2 separate regions of the Mus musculus genome follow, and region 1 is linked to region 2. A link is a contact called in public targeted proximity ligation data. All regions are on one chromosome and are shown on one strand. The core of a region is the stretch at or near the end of the contact, and the rest is flanking DNA. Distances in the headings are between cores, read along the strand shown. Region 1 overlaps Kdm2a (lysine (K)-specific demethylase 2A). Region 2 overlaps Kmt5b (lysine methyltransferase 5B).

What was found.
Region 1: a targeted proximity ligation map of pancreatic cancer cells shows a contact between it and region 2. A contact is called at or near these places in 1 of 39 promoter capture datasets (neutrophils), 1 of 130 datasets of targeted methods (pancreatic cancer cells) and 1 of 9 other capture datasets (adipose tissue).

Annotation. Positions count from the first base shown.
Region 1 is chr19:4,312,605-4,317,938 of GRCm38.p6, reverse strand. It overlaps Kdm2a (lysine (K)-specific demethylase 2A), which reads left to right. Exons shown (of 21, transcript NM_001001984.2): 21 at 1-1,795. Among named protein-coding and RNA genes, the nearest start is that of Grk2, 9.0 kb to the right of the region's middle.
Region 2 is chr19:3,811,774-3,817,606 of GRCm38.p6, reverse strand. Kmt5b (lysine methyltransferase 5B) reads right to left here. Exons shown (of 11, transcript NM_001379678.1): 11 at 1-3,492. The coding sequence ends at 2,018. Among named protein-coding and RNA genes, the nearest start is that of Gm16066, 11 kb to the right of the region's middle.

The sequences.
Region 1 (5,334 bases), core at 1,174-3,673, 500 kb before region 2:
GGCTCCCACTCCTCATCGCCCTTCTTCAAGCCCCATCAAGCTGCCCCCTTTGACTTTGCATTGAACGGCCTGTCCAAAGATCCTCTCTCTAGGGCAGCAGAGAGCTTTTTGCACTTTAGAAAAAAAAAAAAAATGAAAGAAAGAAAATGGTCGGAACTGTTCTGGGTCAATATTTAGAGTATGAGGAGATGCTCAGCAGAGGCCTGTGGCCAGAGTTTGTCAGTGATACATGCAAATTTGCACTCTGCTCCCCATCTATAGGAGATTGATAATTGATAGCACAGCCTTGCCCCGCCTTCTCTTAGCCCCAAACATATCCCTTCCCACTTCCCACCCCATTTCCTGGAATCTAGCCTCAGACTTTCCTAAACTCCATCAAGAGGGGACAGAGCCCGGGCACCATGAGTCTGAAGTGTGAACCGCCCAAGGAGAGATGCTAACTGTACCCTTGCCACTGCCAAAGCAATAGAGGCAGAAGTGTCCCCTCTGCCACTCAGCCCAGCTTTGACCCTGGCAATAACCAGACTTTTTCCAGGAAAACTGGGTTTCTGGCAAGGGATGGCATTGTTTCTTCCAATCTGCTGATTTCTCTTGGCTGCACCTTAAAAACAGCAGTCTGCTCCCTTGACCCTCTGCCATTCCATTGGTCTTCAGGTCCCAGAATCCTGGGCCTGAAATGTTGAGGAAACGCCAGTGACTTATTCCAGAGTGCCTCAGTTGGGGGAACTTCTGTAAAGAACCCTGGGTGTTGAGCAAAAACCTTATTAATACTATTAATGACCTATAATTAGAAGCTTCCTGACTTTTTTTCTTTTTGGTTGCTCCTGTGGAAAATACTAAAATTACTAAGTTTTGTTTGTTGTCTTTTTATGAAAGGGGAGGTGGAGAGACCCTTTCAGAGCAGGGATTGTGCCGGGAGAGTGCCTCTGCCCTTTGGGACAGTTCATCCACAGAAATTTCTAAGCTGATGGCTTGTCTGGGTTTTGGTCTTTGCATTTGAATTTAGAAAAAGCAAGCATTTTACCGCACAGAAATTTGTCAGTGGAAAAGGGAGCTCAGGGTGGTGGCAGATGGACTGACGCCCTTGCTGGGTCTTTTCTTTAGGACTATGAGGGAGAATGGTTTTTAGAGGTGAGAGTTGGTCCTTGCAAAAAGAGAGAAGTGTCTCCGAGGACGTAGAACATGCGAGTTCATAGTCCTGCATCTACTCTTAGCTGCAGTCTTGCCAGAGCCTGGCCTCAGACTGCAGGACCTGACCTCTGCCTTCATCTTTCCACATACTGGGGCAAAAAAACACAAAGGAAAGGAAGAAAATTATATATATATAATTATATATATATAATATAAAATCACTTGGTGATTAAAAAAATAACTGCTCAATAAATAAAACTCCTAAAGTCACTATGTTTAAAGGGTTTGGTTTTTTGGGGGTGGGTGGGAAATATTGTAAATATATATTTTTTGTTGCTTATTTAGAGTCGATCTCCAATGTTGTGCTAAGATTTTTAAATTAAATGTAAGCATTAAGGGAATGAGTCTTAGGCCACCAGCTGACACATTGGCATTATTTTGGGTCAGGGAAGGAAGAAAGCTAGTTGGACTTTGTTTTCTAAAAGTTTCCCACTTGGTTTTAGAAAGAGCAAAGATGTCTTTCTTCTGACACTTGGGAATGGGAGATATTTGTGTAATAAAATTTTTAAAAGACAAAAAAAGAAATAGCCTCCAATGGGAAATATTTTGATTTGGTTTTCTTTTTTGTTTTTGTTTTTAAATAAAAAGACTTTAAAAACAAAAACTAACCCCTTTCATTTTTGGTGTATGTGTATGTCTATCTAAGAGGATGTCAGAAGGTCATATAGACATGCTGATGTCTTGCTAAAACTAGGAAGTGCCTGCCCCACCACTCTGGACAGAAACATCTGTGGTACAAGCCTGTATACTTACTAGCTTTCTTAATGTCAAAAAGCAACACTTGCTCGATGAAGTTAAATTTTAAAAGTACTTTACATGTGATTGCAGGCGTGTACATATACCATGGCATACTTCTGACCTGTGGAGGTTACAGGGCAGCTTGGAGGAGTCTCTTGTTTTTGTAACCATGTGGAGTTCCATGCTTGTAAAGGTCAGAGGGTAGTTTTTGGACACTTTTTTATGTATACAAGTGCTCTGTCATATTTGCATGCCAGAAAGAGGGCATTGATCCCATTGCAGATGGCTGTGAGCCACCACGTGGTTGCTGGGAATTGAACTGAGGACCTTCGGAAGAGCCAGTGCTCTTAACCAGTGAGCCATCTATACAGTCCTCCAACCCCTATCCCCAAAGCAAACTTTAATGGATGTGTAAGTATTTTATGTGGTAAGGCTAAAGGACCTCCCCAAAAGTAAACAGACTTAGAGCAGTTCCTGGGAACAGCCTGGGCATCTCTGACCTCTTGGCCCCAATAACCAAGACCAACCTCCCATGCTGAAGCCTCCAGATGGCCTGTGGCTGGCATTTGTCCCAACTCTAGGTTAACCATGTGACCAGAGAAGTACTGCCTGCTGCCAGAAATCCTCACTATCTCAGGAGGAGTGGATTCTTACTCATCCTGTTGCCCTAAGCTGACGCCCTGCTCTCTGCTCTAGAAACCGATGGAACACTGGTTACGTTTCCTGAAGATGAGCTATTTGGGTGTTAGCAGAGAAGAGGGGATTGTCAGCTTTGCCTCTGTTCTCATCCTTGCCACCCCTGTTTAGGACCTCAATCAGCACAGCCTCTAGTCCAGAGCTTCTTAACCGGGGGTTGTAGTCCCTTTGGGGTTGCCTAAGACCACTAAAAGAATATTTACATTATGACTCATAACAATACTAAAGTCACTATTTTCAAGTAGCAACAAAAAAAACAGATTTAAGGTTAGGCACCACCACAACATGAGGACTGTATTAAAGGGGCGCAACATTTGTAAGGTTGAGAACCATGGCTTCAGTCCAAATCAGGAGCAAGAATATTTTAATGACTGACCGACCCAGGTGCTGTTTCATACTTAAAACTCATAATGCAGGGGGCTAGGAGTGGTGCTTGCATGCCTTTAATCTCTTGAGTTCAAGGCCCACCTGGTCTACAGAGTGATTCAAGGACAGCTAGAGCTTCACAGAAACCCTATCTTTAACGAGAAATACAAATTTTAAATTTACTTAAGGTTTTATTTTTTTATTTGGAGAGTTCTCTTTATGTAGCCTTGGCTATTCTAGAACCTTCATATAGACCAGGCTGTCCTCAAACTCAGAGATCCACCTTCCTCTACTTTGCCAAGTGCTGGAATTAAGAGTGTGAACCATTATAACCGGCTAATTTGTTGTATATACATTGTCTGTGTATATGTCTGTGTACCATGTGGATGTTTGGTGTCCATAGAGGCCAAAGAGGAATCAGACCCCTGGAACTGGAGTTACAAATGTAAGCCACTACATGCATACTAGAAATTAAAACCAGGTCTTCAGGAAGAGTAACCAGTGCTCTTAACTGCTGAGCCATATCACCAGCCCCTGATTTCTGTTTTTTAGTTATGTGTATTATGTATGTGGATGAGTATGGTTTGTGCACAAGGGCAGTGCCCTCAGGCCAGAAGAAAGCATTCATTCGATCTCCTGGAACTGGGGTTATGGGAGTTTATGGACCATTGGACTTGAATGCTGGGAATCAAATCTAGTCCTCTATAAGAGCAATATGTGCTCTTAACAACTGAGCCATCTGTCTAGCTCAAAGCCTTCTGTGTGTGTGTGTGTGTGTGTGTGTGTGTGTGTAGCTGGAAGGAGGTGTATGTGCCTGTGTGGTTTGGATCCAGAGAAGACATCAAATTCCTTGGAGCTGGAGTTATAGGTATTTAGAAAGTCTCTTTACAAGACTCTGGCTTACTAGGTACAGGAATCTGAACTAGGACCCCATGATTATATAGCAAGTTAACCAATGAAACCATCTTTCTATTTTATTTGCATAGGGCCCTTCAAAAGAAGTATTTTGGGGAGGGGGTGCCTATTCCCCCAGGCCGACTTTGCTAAATGTGCTTGAACATTGGCTGCTTCACACTCTGGATGCACAGTTCTTCCTTTTCCCTATGTATTTCCACAGGTCCGGTCCAAGCTTAGGACGGAAGCTGAAAGCCAGAGAGCACTAAGCCTGATCCAGTCCCCTAACTTTCCCTGTCCTGTCCATCCCTCTCTAGAGGCTGAGCGCAGCTGCTATAAGCCAGGAGGTGCTGGAAGACAGTAGTGCACCTGAGAAACCAGAAAAGGAAAGGTAACAGGTAGAGGGCAGAAGAGAAATGAGACAAAGGGCTTGAGAGGATGCCTGGAGAGCAAATGAGACAGAAGACTCCAGCGAATGGTAGAGTCAGCAGACTAAGATTCTACCCTACTCCAGAGCTTTGCACATCATCTTTGTTCGCCAATGCTGGCCCAGAGAGGATAAGAAACCTGCCCAAGGCACTGGACGGGATTAATAGAAGTAGCTCTCAGATTCAGTCATACAACACTTCAGTACCAACGTGAGGACTACCAGACATCACAAGCTGTAATTCACAAGCGGTTGACTTAGGGTACAGGAACACATGCGCGTTGCATCTGGGAGGGTGGGTGTAGCTGAGGTCCAGAAGACTGAAGCTGGAATCTTAACCTCTGCAAAAACTCTGAAAAGCAGGTTGCGGCTGGGGCTGGGACAGGGCTGGACTACACGACCTTAAAGGTCCCTGGAAAAGTGCTGCTCCTCAGAACAGGGTCATGAGAATCTGGAAAGGAAGTAAGAACCTGCAACCTTCATTCTGGTGCCAGAAACTTGTAATCCCAGTGCTTGAGTAGCTGAAACAAGAAGATGGTGAGTTTGAGACCAGCCTGAATATATATTGACTTTGTCCCTAATAAATAGGACCCTCCAGACTGGAGAGCTAAGTTAGGTCCTGGAACCAGTGTAAATGTAGAATGAGAGAACAAACCTCAAAGTTGTCTGCTCACCTTCACACATGTGTTATGGCACACGTAGCCACACACATGCACAACATGCACACACACAGTAGCAATAACAACAAAACAGAGTATGATGACTTGTGTCTGGAACTCAGACTTGAGAGGCTAAGGAAGGAGGATCAATGGAAGTTCAAAACCACTTTGATCTCTATAGCAAGTTCCAGACCAGCCAAGGGTATATGGTAAAACTCTATCTCAAAAACAAGGTTGGTTGTTTGTTTGTTTGTTTGGCAAGGTTTCCTAGTTATGGTTTCTGTTGCTGTGAAGAAAACACCATGACCAAAAGCAAGTTGGGGAGGAAGGGTTTATTGAGCTTACACTTTGACAGCACTGTTC
Region 2 (5,833 bases), core at 362-2,861:
GGATTTAAGTCTCAACAGCCCAAGAGAACATGAGAATGAAGGTGACCAGTTACCCTGTGCAGGCTCCTGAGCTCACCGTCAGCTTCCTGGAGGTGGCACATGGCTCACACTTACACTTGGGAACCCATGAAGACTGGGAACATCATGGAGGTGCTCTGGGTGCTTTGAGACAGGAAGTCTTGAGACACAGGGCTACCTTTCTTCACGGCTATAGCAAATGGTTTGTGTGTGTGTGTGTGTGTGTGTGTGTAGGCACACTGCAGTCTCTCCTTCTGCTTCCAAATGACATAGATACCCAACAGGGTGAGACTGCATGGCAAAGACAAGACTGTATAGGACCACAGCAGGGAATCCTACCATGCACAGGAGCAAAGACATCATGGCCTAGAAACATTCATAAATCTTGCTAACTTGCACTGGGACCTACAAGCAACAGCTTTGAGAACCAAAGCATCCCCAAGCTGAATACTGGTAGGTGTCATCAGCAAAAGGAAAGCATGGAGATGCTCTCTGGTGGACCTTTCACTCCCTGCAGGTCCCTTCTGACACACTGGAACACTGAGTCCATTAGCTTGTGTCATTTAGTAACACTATCTATCTGAATGGGCAGCTATACATTTCCCAGTAAATAAACAGACCCACTGGTGTCATACACCTGCTATAGACTGATATTCTCAAATTCTTTGATTTGTAAAATAATCCAGAGAAACAAACAAGCCTGGTATTGAACATAAAGCAGTAATCAAAAATTGCTCATTAAGTTACTTAAAATTAATTTCTCTTCTCAAAGTGCTTCAAAAACAAATTAAATCTGACTCCTCTTTTTGTTTGACTGATAATATAATCAAAACAATCTGATATCTTCATAATAAACTAACATAAGCCAAGACGTCCACTGATGCAGTGCTTACACTATTATTTATAATCTCCTATTTTATTGGCATGAATATTTCTAAACTTAAAAACCTTCCTGGTAAGTTCTTTTAATTTCTTATGACAAAAATTTCTCACAACACACAAATATTTACAACATATACATCGTTTTCAGCTCTTTACATTGAATCCCAAAGACAAATGTTTGTATAGGTTACCACAGAACAAAAGCTGTGACTCATGTTCTTATTTCATAAACTATTATAAGTTAAAGTGAATAGATTTCTTTTAATATTCCTTGTAGCATTTTACAAGTGCAACAGAAACTTGAAGACCCAAATTAAGATAGCTGGAGTTCATTGGACAAACGCTGCTCGCTGTCGCCACGCTGTTCACAGCAAAGGTTTGAAAAAATAAGCACCAATCATTCTTGCAAAGAACAATTTTATCTAAAAGGATTGGAAAGTGTTAAATACACGGTCTTTAATTTACACAAAAAGCAATAAATAAGCCGCTCTGAAAACCCACCCTGCACACCGCCAGCCTCGATAGAGAATGTACTGAGAACGAGCTGTCACGCACAAGATTCAAGTTCACTTTTTTTTCTTCAAAGAAATCAATCTGACTTCCAGCCAATGGTCTGCTATGGTAACGAAGGCCACGGACAGGACACCTGGGCCAGTAAACAGTGTGAAACCGACACAACTCCAAGGGGGAAACATCTAGCAAATAAACCAAAAGCCAGAGGTCAATGCTGGTGATAGGCGCAGATGCTGGAAACCCTTCCCACAAGGCTGCTCTGCTCTGCTCCGCCCTAACTACGGTTTAGTCATCTATGGAGGAGAGGAGGGCTGGCGTTTGCTCTTATAGGTGACAACATGGTCTAACCACATGAGTGTCTGAAGGCCCTATGTGGAGAGCTGCTGTCACTGGATATTTTACAACAGGGCTTTCCCTCGGAATTGCACATAAGAAGGCTATTTAAAAAGTACAATAAAAATTTGCACAAATCAGACTTAAGAGTCAGGATGCTGTACACTTTCTACAGTATTATGCCTACAGGTGAAGAGACCACAGAAGTGCTGTGCCAAGAAGCTGTGGCGGGATTTTTACTTTTTAGTTCTCCAGAACAATGAGTGAGCGCTCATGCGTTCAGTCTTAGAGACTGATCTTCTCTTCTCCTTGAAGAAATGTCAATATCTATGGAGTCTTTACCAACAATTAGCCTCAGCCGCTTTGCCGGAGGAAGAGGAATGAAGTCATCATCGAAGTCATCCTCGCAGTCCTCCTCCTCCTCCTCCCCCTCAGAAGATGAGGATTCATCTGTGCTGTCCTCCTCATATTGACTGTAGTCGTCCACCTCCATCTGGGACTCGAGCAGGGAGAGGGGGTCGCTGCAGCACACCCCGTTCTCGTGCAGGCCCTCTGCACATGGCCCCCTGCTCTCCTCATCCCGCTTGAGCTGGATCTTGAGCTTGGTGGAGCTGCTGCCCGGCCCTGCGCTGACCCCGTTACTGAGCTTGGCAACATAGAGGTTGCTGTCACTGTCGTGGTCCTTGCTGAGTTTGATGCTGATCTTGGAGGAGTTCACGCCGTCACTCTCATGGTCGTTTGTCTTGCTGCTGCTGTCGTGCCGCCTGCGAAGCGTCAGCTTGGGGATTCCAGAGCTGTTCTCCAGGATCAGCTGTGCATCGTACCTGGTGACCCGCCGCTTCTTTTTACTTTGTGCAGTTCTGAAGCTGTCTTTTGTGAAGCTGTCGGGTGCGACAACAGAGCAGCCAACCGGTGAGGGAGCAGAGTCCGTGTGGCTCACGGGCACCCTGACTGTGCCACTGGGCTCACCTTGATCAGGATGAGACCCTGGCAAATCTGGCAGCCCGTCTTTCCCAGGGAAGCTGTGCTCTGGACTGCAGTCCTCGGTCTTTGCTAAGTGTTTCACAGGTTTCACTTGTCGAAATTTCTTTCGTGACAGGCAGGAGTCGTTCTTGGGACACTCCTGGGATGCTTCCTCCCTGTGTGCAGTCTCAGGAGCCAGTTCTTCCAGCACCTCTGGGGTTGGCTGCTGGCCACTGTCTGGGCAAGGTTCCAGTATACCATTTTTATAGCCATCCAAGGGACTTGGTTCAAGCTTGATGTCAGTGGTCTCCTTCAGACCTGTCCTTGTCCTCAAAGAGCGCCGGGTTGTGTAGGTGCAGGGCAAACTGTCGCCCTGCGAATGAGCACCTCTCCCATGATTCTGCCTGTGTTCTCTCGCAGCATGTCTAGTCAAGCACCCACTCCCCACTGCAGCATGGGCTGGTCCCTCTGGCTCCCTTTCTTTCTTAATTGGCAAATTTTTATATAGCACGACTTTGGGCTCCTTAAGCACTAAGCTCCCCATCTCGAGCTTGCGGGATGCGCTCTTCTGGTCCAGCCGCTTGCAGTGATTCCGCAGTCTGATCTTGGAGAGTAAAGGCTTTGCCGGCTTTCTCAGTTTCTTTGGTACCCGGGGATTGTTGGTGTGCACTAGCTTGGGTGAGGTAGAGTTGGAAGCAGCCGGGACTCTCGGCATGGACGGCCTTGTCAGAGCTCGACTCTTGCTGCTCTTTTTCACACCAACTGAAGATTTTCGATTAGAAGCTGTGAAGTTCACAAGGAAAAAACAAAGATGAAACCAGCTGGGTATTGCAACACGACATGATTAATCAATCCCCAAAGTAGACCACCAGCCACAAACTGCTGATACACGCATGTGCAAGGAAGGCAGCCCTCCAGGAACAGTCTCACCAGAACAGCTCCCCTATATTGCCCCCACTACTAAGTATTTTCTTACATTAAAAAAATGTAAAGGGAAAGTAAATGAGTTAGTTTCTACCTTCATGTCTTCTCCCTCTCCTGCCTCCTCCCCCACCGTGTGCGTGTGCATGTCTTATGTACATATATCCTGGCTGGCCTGGAACTTGGTAAGACCAGGGTGGTCATGAACCCTTGGCAACCCTCCTGACTGTCTCTCAAATGCTGGGATCATTGGTGTGCACTGTAATGCCCAGCTTTTCTCCTGAACCCTTAGTCACTGTTTTACATTTTCCCAAAGTGTATTATTACTTAGCCAGTATAGCAACAGAGAGCTAAGATGCACTGACTACTGGACTCTGGGAGACACATTATCTCCAATGGTTTTAAGCAGAGGAGACTCTAAAGAACTATATGCTGTGCTCTCCAACACTCATGCATCAGTAACATATGTTGTTTGCTTCACAGGATGGGAGGCGTCACTGGGACTGTAGGTAGCTATTAGCTCAAGAGCTACAGAGTCCCACGGTGTACTCTTGATGTAATCAGGACAACAGATCTAAGCACACAGAAAGGCTGCAGGACTCAGGTGACAGCTAAGTACCTGTCAGGAGACTGAGACTCAAAGACATGTTGCCCTTGCCCTACTGTCTTAACTTTTCTCTTTACATTTACATGATCACAAAATCTTACATTAGTCAAAGTTTTTGTTGTCTTTGAGACAGGGTTTCTTTGTATAGTCTTGGCTGTCCTAGAACTAGCTCTATAGACCAGGCTAGCCTTGAACTCAGAAATCTGCTTGCCTCTACCTCCTGAGTGCTGGAATTAAAGGCATGCACTGCCACCCCCTTCCCCAATTCATTAGTCAATTTTTAACTACTTAATTCTCTGAATTCTGCAGTTAAAAATAACAAAAACAAAACAAAACCACAAACCAGCAAAAAGCTCCTTTATTAAAACTAGTCAGCAGAAAAGCTGTGGTGACTAGTACCCTCACAAAAGACCAGGTACAGCTCAACACAGGGCCTACACAACAGTTGGTTGGGCAGCCCCGTTCCTTCTTTCCACATAGCAAAGCAAGGATCTAGCAATACTTTTTTTTTTTTTTTTTTTTTTTTTTTTTTTTTTTGGTTTTTCGAGACAGGGTTTCTCTGTATAGTCGTGGCTGTCCTGGAACTCACTTTGTAGACCAGGCTGGCCTCGAACTCAGAAATCCGCCTGTTTCTGCCTCCCAAGTGCTGTGATTAAGAACGTTTAACAAACATTCTAAAATAAACCACCAAGAGTAGAAGGTTTTCTACTTCAGAGACGGGCTTGCCAGTAGCCAAACCATCAGAGCCCAGTGATGAGAGCCGAGTGTCCCAAGAATCCACGTATTTGTGTGGGTTGCTGCCTAGGATAGGACTTATTTCTAGAGCAGTGCAGTAGTCTTGAGGCTGAGTGACTTACAGATTGACATGGCCTACAACTGTGCACACTTGCACTCCTGCTTGTGCACGCTCTCTCTCATGTTAAAAGGTAGGATGTTTAGGGAATACTTTAGCAAACAGATGGCTCTAACAAATTATACACACACACATTAATGTTCTATGTTTTGGCTGCTTCCAGGCGCAACCCAAGGGATTACGTTTCTCATTTGTCATGCTTCCTCAGACATGGCTTCTTCCAGAACTATCTATAACCAGGCTTTGCAGTCTCTAGCCTTTCACTTTTCCATTTCCATCCCACTCTTGCTTTGAGCCCATCCACACAATGACTGGATCTACAGCATGCTCAGCATCCCTCTGCAGCCTGAGCCCTGCCCCTCTAGTGGGGTAGCCTTTGCTAGGAGGACCACCATGTAAGACAGTGTATATATTCTCCAGCCCCTTTCTGTTTTCATTTCTATCAACTACAGTCTGGTAACTATTTTCATCTCCTCCTGGTTAAGTCTATGATCTTCTCTTCCTTCGGCCCTGGCAAGCCATTAGGCATCTGCCGGCCCAAGCCCTTTGAATATAATTTTCCAGGTGACAAGTACCTACCTGGCCACTTGCCATCAGATGCTAGCAGTTCCTATGCCTCTAGCCCTCCTGAACACTGATTGAAGCTGCTCCAGGGCTGATAGGCCTGCACTGTCGCCCAGAGCTCTGGCAGCTTCTCCCTCAGTTCTCTACCCTGTCAGTAGTATATTCCATCTATCCACTGC